Linked DNA regions of Urocitellus parryii: region 1 is linked to region 2. The links are chromatin contacts, called in public Hi-C maps. All regions are on one chromosome and are shown on one strand. Each heading gives the region's core, a stretch centred on a gene start, on an enhancer-like site or on the middle of the called end of the contact. The rest is flanking DNA. Distances are from core to core; before and after follow the strand shown.

Evidence for each region. A called contact is a pair of places that touch in the nucleus more often than the background predicts.
Region 1: a contact with region 2 is called in a Hi-C map of muscle, with 4 times the contacts expected there. The contact joins the promoter of Tmed7 here to the promoter of Ap3s1 in region 2. A contact is called at or near these places in 2 of 2 Hi-C or Micro-C datasets (liver and muscle).

The regions. Positions count from the first base shown.
Region 1 is chr1:121,696,447-121,701,642 of mUroPar1.hap1, forward strand. Tmed7 (transmembrane p24 trafficking protein 7) reads left to right here and starts at 2,496. Exons shown (of 3, transcript XM_026415476.2): 1 at 2,496-2,980. The coding sequence starts at 2,786.
Region 2 is chr1:121,491,012-121,496,020 of mUroPar1.hap1, forward strand. Ap3s1 (adaptor related protein complex 3 subunit sigma 1) reads right to left here and starts at 1,656. Exons shown (of 6, transcript XM_026415477.2): 1 at 1,454-1,656. The coding sequence starts at 1,522. Atg12 (autophagy related 12) reads left to right here and starts at 1,769. Exons shown (of 4, transcript XM_026415479.2): 1 at 1,769-2,168. The coding sequence starts at 2,006.

The sequences.
Region 1 (5,196 bases), core at 1,246-3,745, 210 kb after region 2:
AGTGATTCTCACATTTTTCAGTCTCAGTACCTTAAAAATAAAAAAAAAAATAAAAGTTTTAAAATTAATACATTTAAAATGAAAAACTTATTGAGTTTTGAGACATTTAAACTAAGTATTTATTGAATAATTCATGTAAAATAACATCTAATTCATTACATATTACATTTATTTCCTGAAAATCTCATAACAAATAATCACAAACTTGATGGCTTAAAACAACAGAAACTTATTCATTCACAGTTGTGGAGGCCAAAACTCCAAAATTACAGTATAATGAGTGTTGGTTCCTTCTGGAAGTTCTGAAGGACAAGCTGTTTCAAATCTCTTTCCTAACTCCTGATGGCTGTGGACAATCTTTGGTATTCCTGACTTACACACACATCATAACTTTTGTCTTCATGTGGCATTCTTCCCAAGTGTTTCTGTGTGTCTTAAGTCTCCCTCTTTTCTTGTGTAAGAACACCAGTTATTAAATTCAAGGATCACCCTAAATCCACAAAAAATTTCATCTAGAAATTTTTAATTTAACTACATCTGCAAAAATCCTACTTCTAAATAAGGTCACATTCACAGAAACAGTAGTTAGGATGTATGTTTTTTTGCAGTATACAGTTCAAACCATTACAGATATTTATACACCAATAACATATTTAAAAATGAAGTATAGCTATATTTGCCAAATAAGTTTAATGAGAAGAGAGACATTACTTTATATATTTATAAATCTCTTGCATCTAGATTCATAGAAGATAGGTGCTTATCTCTTTTTACATTCACTCTGTTATAACACGTTGTTTCAGCTGACACATGTAATAAAAAATCCAGCCTCACACAGATAATTATAGACCCTCTGAAAGGGTTTGAGAGGCTCCAAGGGTATTCAGAAGATACTTCGAGAAACACTTCTCTAAAGTATACACTCGAAAATATATGTAAAGTAGAATTTCCATGTGAATTTTCTCTCTCACTCTCTCAAATATGTGTATATGTGTATGTGTGTACACACACATATATATTTTATACTTATTAGATAACGCCATACTGCATTCCAAAATGATTGTACCAATTTACTGTTCCACTAGCAGCACAGAGAGATTTTTTTGCTCTATATGCTTAATGATATCTGGTAGTGCTATACTTGAAAATTTTTGCCTTTTTAGGGATATGTGATCTATATCACATTACTGTTTTAATCTTATTCATTCTGTTTTGCTAGTTCCTTTGTATCACCATTTTATGTAGGAAAAAAAACTGAGAGCTTTTAAAAGAGCAAGGTTACTTGCTCAAGGTCACAGTTAGTAAATAGAACCCACATTTGCTATTTTCAAATTCAGTCTTATTTCCACTCCCCAACACTAATAATGCTTCTGTTACTGGCCTGGTTCTCAAGATCTGTTTGCCCAAATTGCCTCCCAGCAGCTAAGGACTTTGACTTCAGGTATATTCTACTTCTTTCCCCCACCGTAGAGAATATGGGTGCCCCAGACCAAGAAGCAGCCCAACTTCACTGACTTTTCAACCTCCCAACCCTCACTTCCCTGCCTGACTCCAATCTATCTACTGCTATTTCCTTCTCATAAAATCTTCTACTCAAACCTCTCATGACTGGAGCCCACAGTGGTCATTTATTTAAATAATAATTATACCTAATTCGTGTAAAATGCATGAGAAAATGTATAATGCACTGTTAAGAAATAGCACACGTTAGGTACAATTATTAACATTACCTTCTATTAATTTATAAGCACTCCAACACAAACCAGTGGTATAATCATATGTCACTTTACTCAACTTTTTTGATCCTTAAGGTCCTTATCAGAAATATATCCTTAATAACTAACTAGTTTGGGTTATTTGAAAAGTGGAATGTGCTTGATGATAGGTATGCTCAATAAATGATTATTTTTATTTTTAAAAAGCTTATCTAATGCTTGCCATGTGCCAACCACTCTTTCAGGTGCTTTTTTCAAATAATGAAATCTTATAATAATCCTCTATAGTAGGTACTATCATTATTCTCATTTAACAGATACAAAGACTGAGGCTGAGTGTTTAAGCAACCGGCCCAAGGTTAGATGGCCAGGAGGTAGAGAGCAAGAATTAGAACCCTCGCAGTCTGCAGTCTTTGCCAGGCTACGTCCTTAAAACATTAATTATTACTTATAGGAAAACTCTGCAAATTGCAAAGCGCTCTACTACCAGTCTCAGAGCTTCACTCAGAGCTTCCCTGACACTCAAAACCTAGTAGCACATAATTACTTGTTTCCTGAAAGTTCAGTGGTACCCCGATCGGCACCTCCAACGCAATGGTCGGCCCCACGCCCTCTCTTGGCCCCGCCCCACCCGTTTACTACGATGGCCCCGCCCCTCGTCCCGAGTTGCAGCGGAGGCACCGCGGACGCCTCCTGGGCTTCCACGTACACACTCCACTGCCTTTCCTCCGTTGAGAACACATCCGGGTCGCTGGAGCAGGTGCCTTAGGCCCCGCCCCTTCCCTTCAAGCCCTTACTCCCATTTCCGGCCGTCTCAGGCCTTTTCCGCTGTTTCTCTGAAGGCTTTCTCCTTACTCTCCGGGTGGTTCTTTGACCGTGGCCCAGCCCCTTCGCGCCCCTCTTCCGAATCCGGCGGCTTGCTGTCACCCCACACCTCCCTGGTACTCGAGACGGATCTTGCGTGCGTCCTCTCAGGGCGCCTCGGACTGAGGCCTGCGGCGCGCGGTGACTCCGCGCAGACCTGACCCCGCGTCTCAGCGCAGCTCCGTCGAGGCCGCCGCCGTCTCGGGATGCCACGGCCGGGGTCTGCGCAACGCTGGGCGGCTGCCGCGGGCAGTTGGGGCTGCTGGCTTCTCGCGCTGCTACTGCTGCTGGTTACGGGGCCCGGCGGCGCCTCCGAAATTACCTTCGAGCTGCCGGACAACGCCAAGCAGTGCTTCTACGAGGACATAGCACAGGGCACCAAGTGCACCCTCGAGTTCCAGGTACCACGGGCCTCAGAGGCCCCGCGCCCCACTCGCCGCGGCTCCTGGGTCGCGACTGTAACCTGCAGGGGTGCCTCCCTCCTGTCCGCGTTTCTCCGTTCTTTGACTAGTTCAAGAATCACCTCTAGGTAGCTGATGCAGGGCATTTGGCTTTCCTTTTCTAAACCTTGGACAGGAGACATTTAAGACCGGATATTAAGATATGTGAATTCCAGAAATGCTTCTGCTAGCTGTGACTTTTTTTGCCTATTCTTCTGTGTCCTTCATTTTAAAGCCTATTGAACTTTCTTTCGCCCACTCTAATTTACACCTCCACTTTAATCGGATTTGAGGTGCTGCCAGTATTTATTTCATTGTTTTTCAGTTTTTCCGGTGATATTAGGATTCTTGGTTAAGCATTTCTCTCATTGTAAGAACTCCATTAGAAGCATCCGCAAAAGGTGTAGAAAAAAATGGTAATAAATTAGAGGCCCCTTCTCATCTTTGGGATTGTGTTTTAAAAAAAAAAAAAAAGGAACTTTAGTCAACAGAATGTGATGTCTTTAGTTGAGTAGAACTATCTAATGTTTCAATTTTCACTCATCATTTAGCATTTTAGCAGCTATTGAGGGTTAAGTCCTGGTGATAAAGAAATGACTTAGGATTGCTGCCATCATTTTTTCATTCCCCTCTCATCCTACCCTTTTTAATTAGTACCTGCCTATTCACAAACCTGGTTTTTGGTGTTGGTGTTGTTGTTGCTGTGGTGGTACTGGGGATTGAACCCAGTGGCACTCTATTCCTGAGCTACATCCCCCTCCTTTTTTATTTTTTATTTTGAAACAGGGTCTTACTAAGTTTCCCAAGCTGTGGCCTGGAACTTGGCAATTTTCCTGCTTCGCAAGTTTGAATTACAGGCTTGTGCCCCTGTGCCCCGTTTAGTATATTTTAAGAGCAGGAAATAAGGAATTTGTGATCTAGTCTTTGGAATCATGGAAGGCTCCTTTAGAAAATAATTTTAATGGTGAACTTTTAAGAATGAGTTGTAAATACTTTGATAAGAGAGATGGAAATAACTTATGATAGGAGTGAACCTAGAGAATTTGAGAACCACAGAGAGGTCATTATAGTCAGGAATAAAGAGCCAGAGGAAGGGAGTTCAGCAGGGGCCTGAACATGTAGAGCCTTGCTGGTCATGTTGGGTTTTTTAGTTTTACTTAGCAATATGAGATGCCATCAGAGGGTTTTAAGTAGTTCAGTGATGTTGAGGTAGGATAGAGGAATGAAAATATGATCAACATAGGATGCATGGATTATAACTTAAGTAAGGTAGAAAGGGTGGGTAAGGTGTTTCAGAGAAGACCTGTAAGGCTAATGAGGAGACTGTGATGTCCAGGCAAGAACTGATAGTGGCTTAGATTAGAGTGGTAGCAGTGGGGAAGGAGTAAAATGAAAGGATTGGAGATAATGTAATAATAGGTAAAATCAGTAGGACTTGGTAATGATTTGGCTATAGTGCTTGAGGGAGAAGAGGCTAAGGATAACTCTTAGGCTTGCTTCACTTTATGGATTAAGACCAGGAGACAAAAAAGAAGATAGCAGGAATTGTACTATAAGTGTAAGCTAAAATTTCCTTTATTTTGAATTTAATAAACATTTCTTGAATGCATATATGTATAGATGTTGTCTATATGTTGAGGATGCTATAAGAGCTAACAAATTAGCATCTGTTATGTGTATATAGTATGCCAAGTGTTAAGGTGTATTTGTTAATTCTCAAGAAATCTTTTTTTTTTTTTTTTGGAGGGGTTACCAGGAATTGAACTCCGGGGCACTCAACCACTGAGCCACATCCCAGGCCTAGTTTGTATTTTATTTAGAGACAAGGTCTCACTGAGTTGCTTAGTGCCTCACTAAATTGCTGAGGCTGGCTTTGTTTTGGGGTTTTTTTTGTTTGTTTGTTTGTTTGTTTTGTGGTGCTGGGGATTGAACCCAGGGCCTTGTGCACGCAAGGCAAGCACTGTACCAACAGAGCTATATCCCCAGCCTCCCCTGAGGCTGGCTTTGAACTCATGATCCTCCTGTCTCAGCCTTCTGAGCTGCTGGGATTACAGGTGTGTGCCACCACATCCAGCAGGACATCTTGATGTGAAATAGAGTTTTTATTCTTGTTTTATTGGTGAGACTCAGGCATAGATTGGATAAGACCCAAAGTCACCAAACTTAAAAGCAACAGA
Region 2 (5,009 bases), core at 406-2,905:
GCACTGGTAAAATGATTAAGAGAAACGTTCCTTTGACAAAGGGTATTAACATTTTAAAGAAATGGTTAACAACGGAAAGTTAATGGTATTTTTTTTTATTCAGAAGGATCAATTAGAATTATATTCTGGATTAAAGAATAATGTAGAATTTTTAAACGGAGCATTCATATTTAAGTTACACTAAACTAAAACTACCCAGGATTAATGCAAAATATTCTCTATCACCAGCAAAGGCAAAACAACTTAAGGAAATAAATAAGCTCAAGATTTCTCTTCAGCCAACACCTCCACAGACTATATTATCATTTTAGACAAACTGACATTTTCACATTTAATTTTTAATGGCAAGAATGAGTTCCATCTGGGACCTAACTGCATAAAAGTATTAGTCTTGGCACAGTTTCAATACTGAATTGAAAGTTCATTTCTGGCTACAAGCAAAATGCCCCAATACAACACAATAGTTACATCTCACATTAATCCTATCATCCAGAGCCCAATTTTATGTATTTAACCTAGAGGTGAATTTTGCCCCAAGGTAGGCACATATGTATATAACCCTTTCACAATCATTTATAAATTACTACCTAAAAGCCTCGAGCACTTAGGAATATTAACAGCGATGCAGTTTTAAAAGAGAGATTTTACAAATATTACTATTCTTTGGAAGTAGAAGAGAAACTAAATTCCCTTGAAAAATGCCCAACCGGAAGCCGAAATCATAACTTCTAGGTATAGAATCACCGTACTTCAGCCATGAAAAATGTCAACAGCTATTTCAAGAGTAAGTAATTCACAATCAGGTGAAAAGCATGATAAAACTATCAGCTCCTCACTTATCTTCCTCTTTTGTAAGGAGACACCTTGAAAGTCACACTGGGCAGTTGATCTCACGGAAACATCCATGGGAGACTGTACAGAGCGTGCAGTCACCGAAACGCGGGAGGCTAAAGTTCCTCCGCTATGAGAGGATTACAGCGGAAAAACAGTAGCCCATCTGTCCACTGGCGAACATAAAGAAATCCACCTGGAAGGGTTGGAAGTAAGGGAGGTGGGGCTGTGAGAAGAGCGGGGCCAACCCGAGCCGCCCACAGCACGAAGGCAACCGCGCGGGGTGAGCTCCCGGGACTTAGGGCGCGGGGCTCGGAGCGGGCGCAGGTGGGCTGCGGATGCCCGACCCCTGAGGGCCGGGCCCGAGCTGCCGGGAAACCACCCTGCCCACAGACGGGCGGAGGAGCCGCCCCGCAGAGCCACGTCGGAGGCTGGGAGCCCGGCGAGGAGGTGGGCACCTGGCTCACACCCACTGGAAGATGACAGCCGGGAGCTCGAGGCTGCCAGGGCGCTAAAAGGGCCGCAGCGCGCCGGACGGAATCGCTCCGAGGAAGCCGCGCTGGGCGCTGCCCGCCGTCAACGACTCCCCCTCGCCCATGATCGGCGGCGGCTGGATACTTACGTAGGGCTGGTAGAACTTGGAGAGCCGCGGCTTCCCGTGGTTGTTGAAGATGAGGATCGCCTTGATCATGGCTGGGCCGGGCCGACTGGGTGGGCGCTGGGGGCCAGGGCGGGGGCGGGCACGCGAACCTCGCCTCGGGATCTTGCCAGCGATCCTTCCCCACCCGCCCCCTCCCGCACGCGCTCGCGCGCGCTCCCGAGCCGCTGGGCGGGGGGTTGAGGGGCGGGGCCAGGGCGGGGCAGATGCGGAGGGAAGCGGAAACATTTTCGGGCCAGAGCCGACTTACCGGAGGGGTGCTTTTCACTTGGCCGCTCATGGGAATGTTGCCCATGGAACCCGTCCTTAAGTTTATCGCAGTAAGAAAACACCAGATGCCATAGTAACAGCCAGGGGTCCTAGACAGTTTCCATATGGAGAGCTAGCCGGAAGCTCCAACGTTCACCGTTGGGTTAGATCCCCCTTTGGCGCCTCCTTTGCGATTCTCCTCAGCGCTGAGCCCGCCCTCTGCACGCTCTCAGCTGCCACTTCCGCTCTCGCTTTCCACCGTGCAATATGGCGGAGGACCCTGAATCGGTGTTGCAACTCCCTTCAACTGCTGCTGCTGGCGGTGAAGGACTTACGGATGTCTCCCCAGAAACAGCCACTCCAGAACCCCCATCTTCTGCTGCAGTCTCTCCGGGTACAGAGGAGCCTTCAGGCGACACCAAGAAAAAAAGTAATTTTGAGAGCAGTCTGGGCAGTGAGGTGGGAGGTTTAGCTGCGGTCTCTAAGGGTGGTGGCCAATAACGAATCGAAATTTGGAGGAAGGCGCGAACCAGAGGTACATTTTTGGGGGTCCGAAGAGAGGAAGCGTGCTTTCATTTTTCAAACCTTGTCGAGTGCTTCACGAGGAAGCCGTCTCCGGACTCACCATTGTGCTTGCTGGGCTACGTTAGGTGCCTTGGTTATCCATGTGGTTCCAGGTACTTAGCTGCCTCCGTGCTTTTTACAATATATTCTAATCTACCTGTGAGTTGGCTAGATTACAAGTCTTGAAGGTGAGATCCGAGTGAAAGTTCAGTAGCTTCCGGTGCTTAACATAGGAGCTAATTATTTGAATAATGATTTAAAGTAATAAGGATGGTCAGATTGGTCAGAATATGGAGAAGTACTGGCGAACGAAATCAACCAGATTAAGGATGGTCAGTGGCAAGGCCTGGAATTAGATCGCTGCTTTTGTCTCTCCTACAACAGAGTGTGAATGGACTCCTTGAATCGGAAAAAACTTGAGGTTTTACTCAGTATGGACATTGCTAAGGGAAATTTGAAAATACAGATATTACCTTTTTTTAAAAATTTTTTGAACCATTGTGAATCATTTCATTGCTTGAACCTATCAGTCCTCACGGTTTACTGCTTGAGAATTTGTTCTTTGTTGGAAATTAATTTCTAATGTTATTTGTTTTGAGCACTCTGGAGAGTTGAGAGTTGCTTGTGAGCAAAACATCTGCAAAGAGACTGAATTTCCTTAGACAAGTTTTCTCTCCAGAGTCTTGAACGGTAGATAAGTTTTCTGATCCATGATCTCACTGGCCTTTCATTGAACTTTTTTCTGCTGCTGTGGAGAAAAATTACCTCTCCCAGCACTGCTTCCCTTTTAAATCAGATTCATTTGGGGCTGGGGATAAAATGAGCTCGGTTGTAAGATAAATGCTTGTCTGATAATGTAAGCCCTAGTTTAATCTCCAGCACCACAAAAAGAAAGAAAAATCAGACTGCTTTTACCTCTGGGAAAAAAATCTGTTGTCATTCCACCTGATGAACTGTGATTACTTGTACAGATTAATCACCAGAGTCTTTCTTCAAAAGAATCCTATATGTTTTACAGACTGTTGTTGGATTGTTTTTTTTTTTCCATTTTGCCTACATTGAAAGGATTTTTTTTAAAGGTTTAGTCAAAATTTACTACTTAAAGCCAGGCATGGTGGTGAATGCATGCCTGTAATCCCAGCAACTCAGGAGGATGGCAAGTTCAAGGCCACCTTCCAATTAGCAGCAAGAGACCCTGTCTCAGAATAAAAAATAAAAACACTCCTGGGTTCATTTACCAAAACCAAAAATTTATCGCTTGACACTCAGGATATCTTCGTTACAGAGATGGAAAACAGTGACCTAGCACCCAGAAGGTGTGTTTTCTTTGGTATGAATAATTTTCTTTCTTTTTTTTTTTCTTTCTTTTTTTTTTTTTTTCACAAACTGAACCATCCTATTGAATTCCTATCCTGATTGTGATCCTTTTTGAGGAAGATCTGATGAAAGAAACTTGAATACTTCAATCTCTGCAACTTTAAAGGATTGTGGAAACCTATCAAGGTTGTAGGCCCTGAGATCACCTTAGGCTCAACTGGGGAATCTTTTGAACAAAACTGTGCTAAAGTCTCTACTGTCAAAAGATTCTCACTTAATTGATGTGTATACCTGTATTTTAAATGTTCCCCCAGTTGATTTTAATGGGTAACTAGAGTTTGGAACTATTGGCAGATCCCCTTAAGAATTGCAGGGTTATGCAGTGAAAATTTCTTCTTCTTGCCCTCAGGCTCTTCTTCCTTCATCAGTACGACTGGGTCCCTAATTACAGCGCCTGGGGACTGAGGAAAGAGGGAGGGAAGTGTGGAAGCCAAGCTAGCCAAAACCCCATCTAAATTCTTCCAAATGAAGAGGAAGATAAACTATGTGCATCATATATTTTAATTGCCTTCATTCCAGGGGTAAACTAGAATAAATTGATCTCTGATTCCAATAGGCCCCAAGCTTTTAATTCCAAGAATGGCCTAGGGGGTAATAGAACAGAATTAACTGTAGGGGGCAGCAGTATGCTATTTTTCTTTCAGTATTGCTTACTTTGATTATAGGTGTTTTTGATTTTTTTTAAGGGACATAACTTCAAAAGACAGAATCATAGTCTTCAGGTTTGCATTGCTGTATTTTGGATCATTGAAAGGATTTCTCCGAACCTTACTTTTGGCCCAAAATTGTATTTTATTTTTAATAACATGGTTTTTCTTTATTAAAGAGTTTATTGTAGAAAACTCAGCAGTTACAAAAAGCCTAAGTTACGTCAAGTAATAATTGCCTGTGTCACTACTGAAAAGTAATATTTTGTTTAAATTCCTTAAACTCGTGGCCTTGGAACAGTTGGTATGAAACTAATAGTGATTATTTTCCCTTAGAAGTGTGTAATAGTTCCTAGGCATCAATGTATAAGTATATAGAAGTACACATGGAGCTACATTTTACTTTATTATCCATTTTCTATAATCATGTGAATATGTGTTCAAGATGCTTTTAATGAAATTGAGACAATATATATACTGTTTACATTAGGTTTATTTTGCTAGCATCACTATGTTGTTAAATATGCTTTTATAATGTCTCTTTAATATTTAATCTTAAAGTTCAATAAGAATGACTTATGTGCTGGATACTGTTATAAACATGTTAATTCATTTAATCCTCATTACAACCCTATGAGGTAGGTGCTATTTATTATCTCCCTCTTACAAATGGAGAAACTAGC